Linked DNA regions of Mus musculus: region 1 is linked to region 2. Evidence: chromatin contacts called from public Hi-C data. All regions are on one chromosome and are shown on one strand. The core of a region is the stretch at or near the end of the contact, and the rest is flanking DNA. Distances in the headings are between cores, read along the strand shown.

Region 1 (4,288 bases), core at 540-3,039, 250 kb after region 2:
AACAAGTCCACTTCTCCCGAATCCTTTCTTTCCCACTACTTCTGGTGGGTGGTGGGCTACAAGGGAGGTTAAAGCATTTAAGAACCACCATTAAGGGCCGGCGAGATGGCTCAGAGGGTAAGAGCACTGATTGCTCTTCCAAAGGTCCTGAGTTCAATTCCCAGCAACCGCATGGTGGCTCACAACCATCTGTAATGGGATCTGACACTCTCTTCTGGTGTGTCTGAAGTCAGTTACAGTGTACTTATGTATAGTAATTAATCTTTAAAAAAATCATTAAAAGTAGGATTTGAAAAAAATTAAAAAGTTACTGGAAGAGTATACAAATATCATGCAGGAAGCCCTGGGCTCAATCTGCCCCCAAAAGTTTCCATTGCTACACTCTGGACTAAGGTTGCACTAAAATTCCTGGAGGGCAATCTACATGTGTTCTAGAGCAATACCAGATTCCTTATGCTCACCTCCCATCCACCCCATTGCCAAGAATGTTGGCTTAAGGTACTGTGTGCCACAGCCTATAGGCTGGAGCTGCTCAGGAGACTAAGATGGGAGGAGGATCACTTAGGCCTAGGAGATTTGAGCCAGCTTAGGCTAACAAAGTGAGATCAGGTCTCCAAAAACCCAAGTAAGGGGCCTGAGATGGCTCAGTGAGGGAGGGGCCTGCTGCACAAGCCTGAGACCCTGAGTGCAGAACCCCAGTTCTCATGGGATTGAGTGAGTGTGGCAGCCTGCATCTCTAACCCCAGTGCTGACACGGGACACTGACACACACAATCTGCAGGGTACAGCAATGTCTGTCTGGAACTTAAGGGAGAGACAGAATGAGTAAGATCCCTCTGCCCTATCTTCATTAATACAACACATGACTTTCATAGCTGGCCAGAAGTCGAGTGGTACCCAACTCCCACCTTGTTCACAGAGTGCATCTCTGGGAGCTCTCTCTCACCTTTGATGTCACTACAACTCCAAGAAGACACTTCCCTGGCAAAGGTGGGGGTAGAAGATCCCTACAGCTTTTTGGCCAGCTGGCCTTTTGACTCTGCTAACTCCAGGTTCAGTGAGACTCTGACTCAAAAAATAGGGTGGAAGACCAGGCAGGTTGGTGCACTTTTGATCTCAGCACTCTAAGGCAGAGCAAGTGGATCTCTGTGAGTCTGAGGCCAGCCTGGTCTACAGAGCTAGTTCCAGGATAGCCAGGACTCCATAAAGATACCCTGCCTTTATGTTTATAATAAGTAAACAAACAAGTAAGGTGAAGAGTGATCAAGAAGATACTGGAGGTTAGCTTTTGGCCAGAGGTCACACTACCCATACTCCCACCTTCCACATAGAAGCCAGAAACATATGATTATAATCCGGCTGGAAGGCTAAGGCAGGAAGCAGGCAGATCCCTTTGTTGTTGTTTTGTTTTGTTTTTCCAGATAGGGTTTCTCTGTGTAGCCCTGGCAGCCTTGAACCAGGCTGGCCTCGAACTCTTGAAACCCACCTGCTGCCACTGACTGGCTCAGGAGGATTCTTACTAGCCTGGGCTACAGGGTAACCTGGGCTATCCTGTCTCAAAAGGACCTAAATCAAAACAAAGATTTAAACAAAATGAGGGGTGCGATTTTATGATTGAACGTCTTCCCTCCCCCAGAACAGTGCCTGGAGCACAGTCAATGCTCCGGAAACTTCCCGTAACTGAACACACTTCACTGTCTACACCACCTCTACCCTAGGAGGCCTGGCAGGGAGGCATTGTGAGTCACAGCTGGCAGACAGGTGGGTGCCATAACCCAGAAATGGGGCCAGGCCTGGGACAGCAGCTTGGGCACCGCCACCACATCTTCCAGGTGAGGAACAACTCACAAGGAATGTCAGGAAACAGTCTACTGGGGAAGTTGTAACCTCAAAGATGGATGTGTAGGGACTTCCAGAGACTCGCTCCATGAGTTAAATCAGGGGGTGGGGGAGAACACCTGTCTCTGCCCACCTGCACAATTCTGTTGGGTTTAATGAAGGTGTGGCAAAGGAAACCCGACAGCAGTTTTCACTCCTGCCCTCGATGGCAGGAGAGGTATTTGAAAAACCACACTGTAGAATCAGCACTTTATAGGTGTTGTGAGAAGAGTTAGGAAGCAAGTAAGATGGGTTCTGGTAGTTATCTGGGCTTTAGATTCCTATCAGTAGTTGGCTAGGAACAAAAGTTAACTCTAGTGTGCAGCATTCTAGTTACTTGAAAGCTAAGTATGGGTCTAGGCTAAGGCACCTACCTGTCTGTCCTATGATGTCATTGATTACACTGGATGTTAATACACGCCTTTCCAGCTGGACCAGGAACATCTTGAGGATAGACAAAGGCTGTGCTTGTGGTATCCTCTGTGCAGGCCAGACCTGGCATGGAGCAGGTGCCAGTGCTAGAATGTGCTAGACATCTCACCAGACAGATGCTCTGCCGAGTTCACACTAACCCTGACTTTGCAGCCATCAGCAGCCTCCCTTAAAGAATGACAACCACAATGTTCAATTTCCCTGTACTGTACCGAAAAATGCCCTCTGGCTCACCTTTCTAGCCTACGTTTCTGCTATTCTCGGAACCAATCCTATTTGTCGGCTCTTTCATGCATCTGGAACATGACAGCCCTTTGCCTCACAGCTGTCAGCAAGAAAAGGCCTGTCCTACTTGCTTGGCTACTGATCTCTACTTGTGGCCCCCTACCTGTGGTCTCTTCCAGCATTTCAGAGAACGTGGTTTCTGGGCCTTTACATTATCTCTTTTTTTGTTTGTTTTTCGAGATAGGGTTTCTCTGTGTAGCCCTAGCTGTCCTGGAACTCACTTTGTAGACCAGGCTGGCCTCGAACTCAGAAATCCACCTGCTTCTGCCTCCCAAGTGCTGGGATTAAAGGCATGTGCCATCACTGCCCAGCCCTACATTATCTCTTACACACCTACATCCTAGATAAAGGGTCCCGGGGAGGTAATTTTGGTGAACACGGCTGGTGTGACTATGCAGGAATGGGCTCCCCTACTAGCCTACAACTGCAGAGTCTAGCCTGAGCAGGCCGCTCACAGGCCATTTGCTTTCCAGCAGTGCCACTGGCTCGCCTTCACCATTCCAGAACATCAGGGTTCCAGACACCCGCGCGCCCCGCGTGGCCCACACCACCTTCACCCTGGAGGCCTTTGAGTGCCTGGCGGCGAGCCAAGCGGGCCGCCTGTGGAAACAGGTGAGGCAATTCTGGGTCGACCACTTCTCGCGCCGCTTCTCGCCGCGGAGGCCACCGCTGCGCCATATCTCATCCATGTCCACCTTCTATCTGCTGGACCACCGCACGCGACAGGCCGAACTGGGGCTCAACTACGGCGAGCCGCGCACCCGACTGAGCGACGAGGCCTTCGTTTTCCGCGGCGGCCGCTGGACCCCAGAGGGGAAGCGCGCAAGCGCGCGCACGCCTCTGCCCTCCTCCACCATCCCGGCCTGGAAGCCACAAGTGCAGCCGATTAAGAGCCAGGTGCTGCTGGAAGAGAATAACTACCTGAAGCTGCAGCAAGAACTGCTCATGGACATGCTAACAGAGACTACGGCGCGCATGCAACTGCTGGAGAAGAAGGTGGACGCGGATAACAACCCTGCGGCCCCGGCGCGCTCCTGGAAGAGAAAGATGCCCAAGCAAAGGGGCGCGGGAGTACTTATAATCCAGCCGCGCGCTCTGGAGTCGCGGTGATGCAATAAAGTTGTACCTAAAGCAGGGCCGCGAGTACGCGCCTCGCCTTGCCCCGCCCCGCCCTGGTGGCCCGGGTGGTCCACTTCCCTTGAGCATCCGGGTTTTCCTTGGGTGGAGCTGCGTGTGGCAGAGATAAGTAGGAGGGGGAGTTAAAGCGCGTGAGACGCTTGGGCAGTGCGGGAGAGGGCGCTTGGATTTTTCTCCAAACCTTAGGTTCTGCTTTCCCACACTCTTTGTTTTGTTTTCTATTGGCGAAGACTGTGATTTTATCATACGTGGAATAAAGACTTCTGTTTGACCCAGCATTAAAAAAAAAAAATGTATAGGAAGGGGTGGCGCACGCCTTTAATCCAAGCACTCGGGAAGCAGAGGCAGGCAGATCTCTGGAGTTTGAAGCTAGCCTCTATAGACCTAATTCCAGGCCAGCAAAAGCAACACAGAGAAACTAAAAAAAAAAAAAAAAAAAAAAAAAGCATTGGGGCCACACATAGCATATATGTGTGAGATGGTGTGTGTGTGAGTGTGTCTCAGGAAAGTGAGACATAGCTCAGTGTTAGAGCACTTGTCTAATTTATACAAGGCC
Region 2 (4,307 bases), core at 601-3,100:
TCGGGTTTCTCTAGTGTGCTCCTGCACTTGTTAGGGTTCCTGCAATTGTTGGGGCTCACTTGCTCACCCCTCAACCTCTCATCCTCTCTCATGGCTCTGGTGGTCCTGGCACTGTGAACTTGACCAGGCTGAACCCACACCTGCCGCCTCCAAATGCTCCACTACAGATGTGCACCACCTGCCACACACAGCTGGCTGTTTTCCTCTCTAAAGTGAAAGATTAGGTTATTGATCTGAGGTCTTTGGGGAGTTTTTGGTATTTTGGGGGTTTTGTTGTTGTTTTATCTGGGAACAGTCTGTATGTGCCAGGCTGGACTGGAACTCATAAGCTCAGTGAACCTTACACTCAGTATCCTCAGTAGGCAGGTTTTGCATGCTTGGCTTCTTTTTAAAGTATAGGTGCTTATAGCCAAAAGTCTCCCTCTGAGTTCTGTCTCTTCTAGCCATACTTCTTTCTATTTACTGATTTCTTCTTCCCCCTGTGATTTCTTCAACACACTGATTATTTGGCAGTTATAGTCTTTAAACCCTATGTATTTATAGATTTTTTTTCCCAGTCTGTTACAAATTTCCAATTTTGTTTTAAATTCTTCCAGATACCTTGGTTGGTTGGTTGAAATAGGTGGAGAGCTTTCGTGCCTTTTACCCTGTTTACTGTACCAAAGCTTCATTACTAGCCCATCAGTCGCAGAGGGCGCTCAGCGCGCACCTGGGAGGATGCTGCTGTTGCTAGGCACAGTGCTGTGTGAGTGTCTGCTGTGTCGAATTGGTTAATGTGTTCAGTTCTCTTTTCCTTGCTTCTCTTCTGTCCCTTCTGCCCGTCATAGACTGTGAGCACTGACTCTTCACCGACTGTTGTTAAAATCCTCTGCTTCTCCCTATGTGTAGGTTTTACACACATAGGCTTGCATATTGGGTCATGCCATGCACATGGAATCAGAGAAATGTTTAAGCCACAGTTTGCTCTTTGCATTCCTACACACTGAGCTTCACTGGTTGGGGACCCTTAGTGGCACAGCTGTCAGCTGACCTTTGATAGCTTCCTCAGTATAGTTTGGTGAATTAGTAGCATGGTCCCTGCCACCTCATCTTATTCCAGTGGAATCAAAGTGATTCTGCCTCCGCTGTTCCCTCTCATTTGTGATCAGCTGTTGCTTTCAAAATAGTCATCAGAAAATGGAGGAACTCAAACAGCAGTGTTGCTGTTTCTGCTTGTTTAATGTAGCTCCTCTCTCCACAGAGTCTCCGTCTTTAGCATCACATACTGCTTCTCTAAAAATTAGTACTATTAAATATTTTTGCAAGAAATAAAGCATAATTTTTGGCAAGAACTAAAAGATAAAAAGGAATAAAGTTATAGGTTACGACTGGAAGTGTAGGTCATCAGTAACTGAGATAAGAATGTGGTATTTTGTATCTTAGATATTTAACTGTTTTCGTGTTCTAATTGTGATCTCAGTAACCAAGAAAGTGTGTGTGTGTGTGTGTGTGTGTGTGTGTGTGTTGTGTATTAAAATGTGTTTTTTGTTCCTTTGGGCCCAATACAGAATTAGCATCAAAATAAAATTGTTTATTTTTTATTAGTCAGGATATGCATAGTTAATATATAAAATTGAATAATTTTTTCACGTAGTATTTTAAAACTTAGAATGTGACCATGTTTAGGCTGATGTGGGTATTTCAGCTCTAAATCCTTGGGGAAGAACATACAGTTGTTTTCACTTTAGGGTTTTGTTTTTTGTTTTTTAAACCAAAAATAAATGTTTTAAAGACTACTTTGTGTCACAGAAGCTCTGGCATCAGTGGATTCAGAGTTGGGAGGTGTGTCTAAAGAGGAACTTGCAGAGTCTCCTGGTCCTGTGTCAGGCCAAAGGCAGCTGCAGCCACTAAGCCTGAGCAAGCCTCATTTCCCTTTGGCCAGCAACTTTCGAGCTTTAGACTTTTTAAATAGCAGAGAAAAGATTCCCAAGTGCCCTTCCCTGTTTTCCTTTGCAGTTGTTTGGTTTTACTATAGTAAATTCCTTATCCAGAGTTTAAGAATTGGACTTAACAGCAGCAGACAACTCAGAAACTGAGCCTTGACTGCCTTCTCACTCGCTCTGCTTATGTTGGGTGTGAATGTGCTGCAGCCCGGCTTGGGTCGGGGACAAGCAGCAGAAGCCTGTGGCACTAGGTTCCTGTCCAGGCAAAGTAAACTGAGCCTGCACCATCTCAGCGTTTTCCCTGCGCCACAGCTAAAGCTGGCCTGTGACCCAGTGTCCACTTTATGTTGATTTGATCTGCATTAGAATGTGCAGCAGGCAAGCATGAGACCCTGCCTGACTCACTGAGCTTCCTGCAGCCCCAGACTCCTCACCAATGTATATAGGCTACTGTAGCAGCATATAGGACTTGGGAGATTTGAAAAATTGTGTTAGTGAAGGTGCCTGGCTCAGTAGTTTCTGCAGATTTCCTTCCTTTATTTAAAAAAAAAAAAAAAAAAAAAAAAGCTGATCCTGCAAAGCCTTTCCTGGTATTGAAAAGGGGAAAGCCTTGTCAGGCATATTCAGCCTAAGAAAGTCTCTGGGCCACTAAGGTCTAACAGCTCATCTTCATTTCCTTCCTGTTCACAAAGTGAACACTGGGTAGGCCGAGCTGTGTTCACCACGAAGGTACAAAAGGTCACTCTATCGGGGAGAACTCACAGCCAATGCTTAGAATCTTAGAAAGGCTCACTCTTGCCTCCCACTGCTTTATATGAGGAAAGCTTTCTGTGGAAATCCGTGCTGCTTTTCTCCCCCGAGCAGGAACCACGAAGCCTAAGACACAGTGACGCAACAGCCTTCTGACTTACGATCATGAACCTTCTGTCACCTGACCTGGAAGTAGGGCCTGGACCAGTATCCAAGCCTTTAAAAAAAATGAGAATCAGCAGATATTGAACATTACTTTGTCTTTTAAAAGAAGATTCAAGATAATAGATTTGTAAACAACTGTTGAGTCTCAGAACACAGGTTTCCATAGTGAAGAGTTTGGGGGCTGTTTTTGTTGTTTTGAGCCAAGGCCTCCGGTAGTCCAAGTTAGCCTCAACTTTCGCATGTAGACAAGGGTGAGCTTGACCTCTTAAACTCCTTGTCCACTTCCTCCCAGGGATGGTGCTCAAACCCAGGGCTCCATGCATGCTAGTTCAGCACTTAGCAACAGATTGCGCTCCCCAGCCTTTCCTAACTAATTCTTAAGTTTTGTCAAATCTGAGTTATTTAGAGGGCTTATTGAATACCACTGAGCACAAGACTGTCTGCCTTCACTTTGCAATGTTTTTTTTTTTTTTAGTTTCATCAAAAGACGATAACAATGTTTGCATCTGCTTCATCTAACGACCCTGGAAAGCTGTTGAAATGCAATTAAATTTTGATTGTCTCAGAAGGTTACTAGGTCACTAGACTTACAGTGTAGAAACAGTTTTGGCTTAGGCTGAGTTAGGCACAGTGGGGTAGGCAACCAGCATTTGGGAAGCTGTGGTAGGAGGATCCTGGCTATATAGTGAAACCTCATCAAAAACAAATATTTACACATAAGGAAAATAATAACAAATGGAAAATCCAAGAGGAAATAGATAACAGAGAGGGTAATAGTGTGTAATTCTAAGTGATGATTAAAATACTAAAAATGTCTTACCACTTGTATGGTGCCCTTTTTATGGTAGACATCTGTGACCATGAGTCTAGAAAGGCTAGAAGCCAGTGCTCTAGGCCTTTCTCTCAAGAGCATCAAACTGAATTCAAGGAACTATAGACTGTCATGAATGGAGGACAAACGCACAGCCGAGTCAATCAAGCCCAAAGGCATTTCTTTAAAAAAGAAAATGAAATTAACGTCATTTCCTGATCAAGGAGACACCAACACCCAATACTAAGAATGAAGACATATCATGAATGCACACGTCAGAAACTGCAAAGAAACACAGGAGAAATGGTGAGATCCGGAGTTCTAGGGAGGGAGACGGAGAGCTGTTTGATGGCTTTAGAGCTCCAGGCTTGCAGACTGGAAAAGTCCTGGAAACTTCCTTCACCATGAAACATACATAAAAGTGCTCAAGATGTACAAACAGGTTTCTCAATGATAACGACACCAAATTCTGTTAGTACTTTGTACCGTGATTTTTTAACAGTAGCTGTGGGGGCTGGAGCAGCAGCTTACAGCACTGGCTATTCATCCTGAGGACCCGAGTTCAGTTCCCAGCAGCCATGTTAGGTGCCTCACAACTGCCTGGAACTCCAACTTCAGGAAGTCCAGTGGCCTCTCCGGCTTCTTTGGGCATCTGCACT

What was found. Hi-C and Micro-C count contacts between places; a contact is called where the count stands out from the background.
Region 1: a Hi-C map of regulatory T cells shows a contact between it and region 2, with 2.4 times the contacts expected there. The contact joins the promoter of Cby3 here to the enhancer-like site in region 2. A contact is called at or near these places in 11 of 39 promoter capture datasets (the 3T3-L1 cell line, the C10 cell line, the HPC-7 cell line and 6 more), 3 of 15 datasets of contacts at CTCF or cohesin (embryonic stem cells, large pre-B cells and pro-B cells), 8 of 484 Hi-C or Micro-C datasets (the C2C12 cell line, embryonic stem cells, liver and 3 more), 2 of 115 datasets of contacts at active chromatin or transcription factors (embryonic stem cells and microglia) and 3 of 9 other capture datasets (adipose tissue, liver and pancreatic islet).

The regions. Positions count from the first base shown.
Region 1 is chr11:50,355,972-50,360,259 of GRCm38.p6, forward strand. Cby3 (chibby family member 3) reads left to right here and starts at 1,790. Exons shown (of 2, transcript NM_029691.1): 1 at 1,790-1,832; 2 at 3,069-3,731. The coding sequence starts at 3,283. The coding sequence ends at 3,705. Mir804 (microRNA 804) reads right to left here and starts at 1,908; the gene lies at 1,814-1,908.
Region 2 is chr11:50,106,396-50,110,702 of GRCm38.p6, forward strand. It overlaps a transcript of Rnf130 not described here. Among named protein-coding and RNA genes, the nearest start is that of Tbc1d9b, 23 kb to the right of the region's middle. Within about 2 kb of position 1,851, at least 82 of the 459 cell types and tissues checked have an H3K27ac peak or open chromatin away from gene starts, as enhancers often do. A contact at or near this core is called in the HPC-7 cell line, adipose tissue, liver and 3 more, where this site is marked.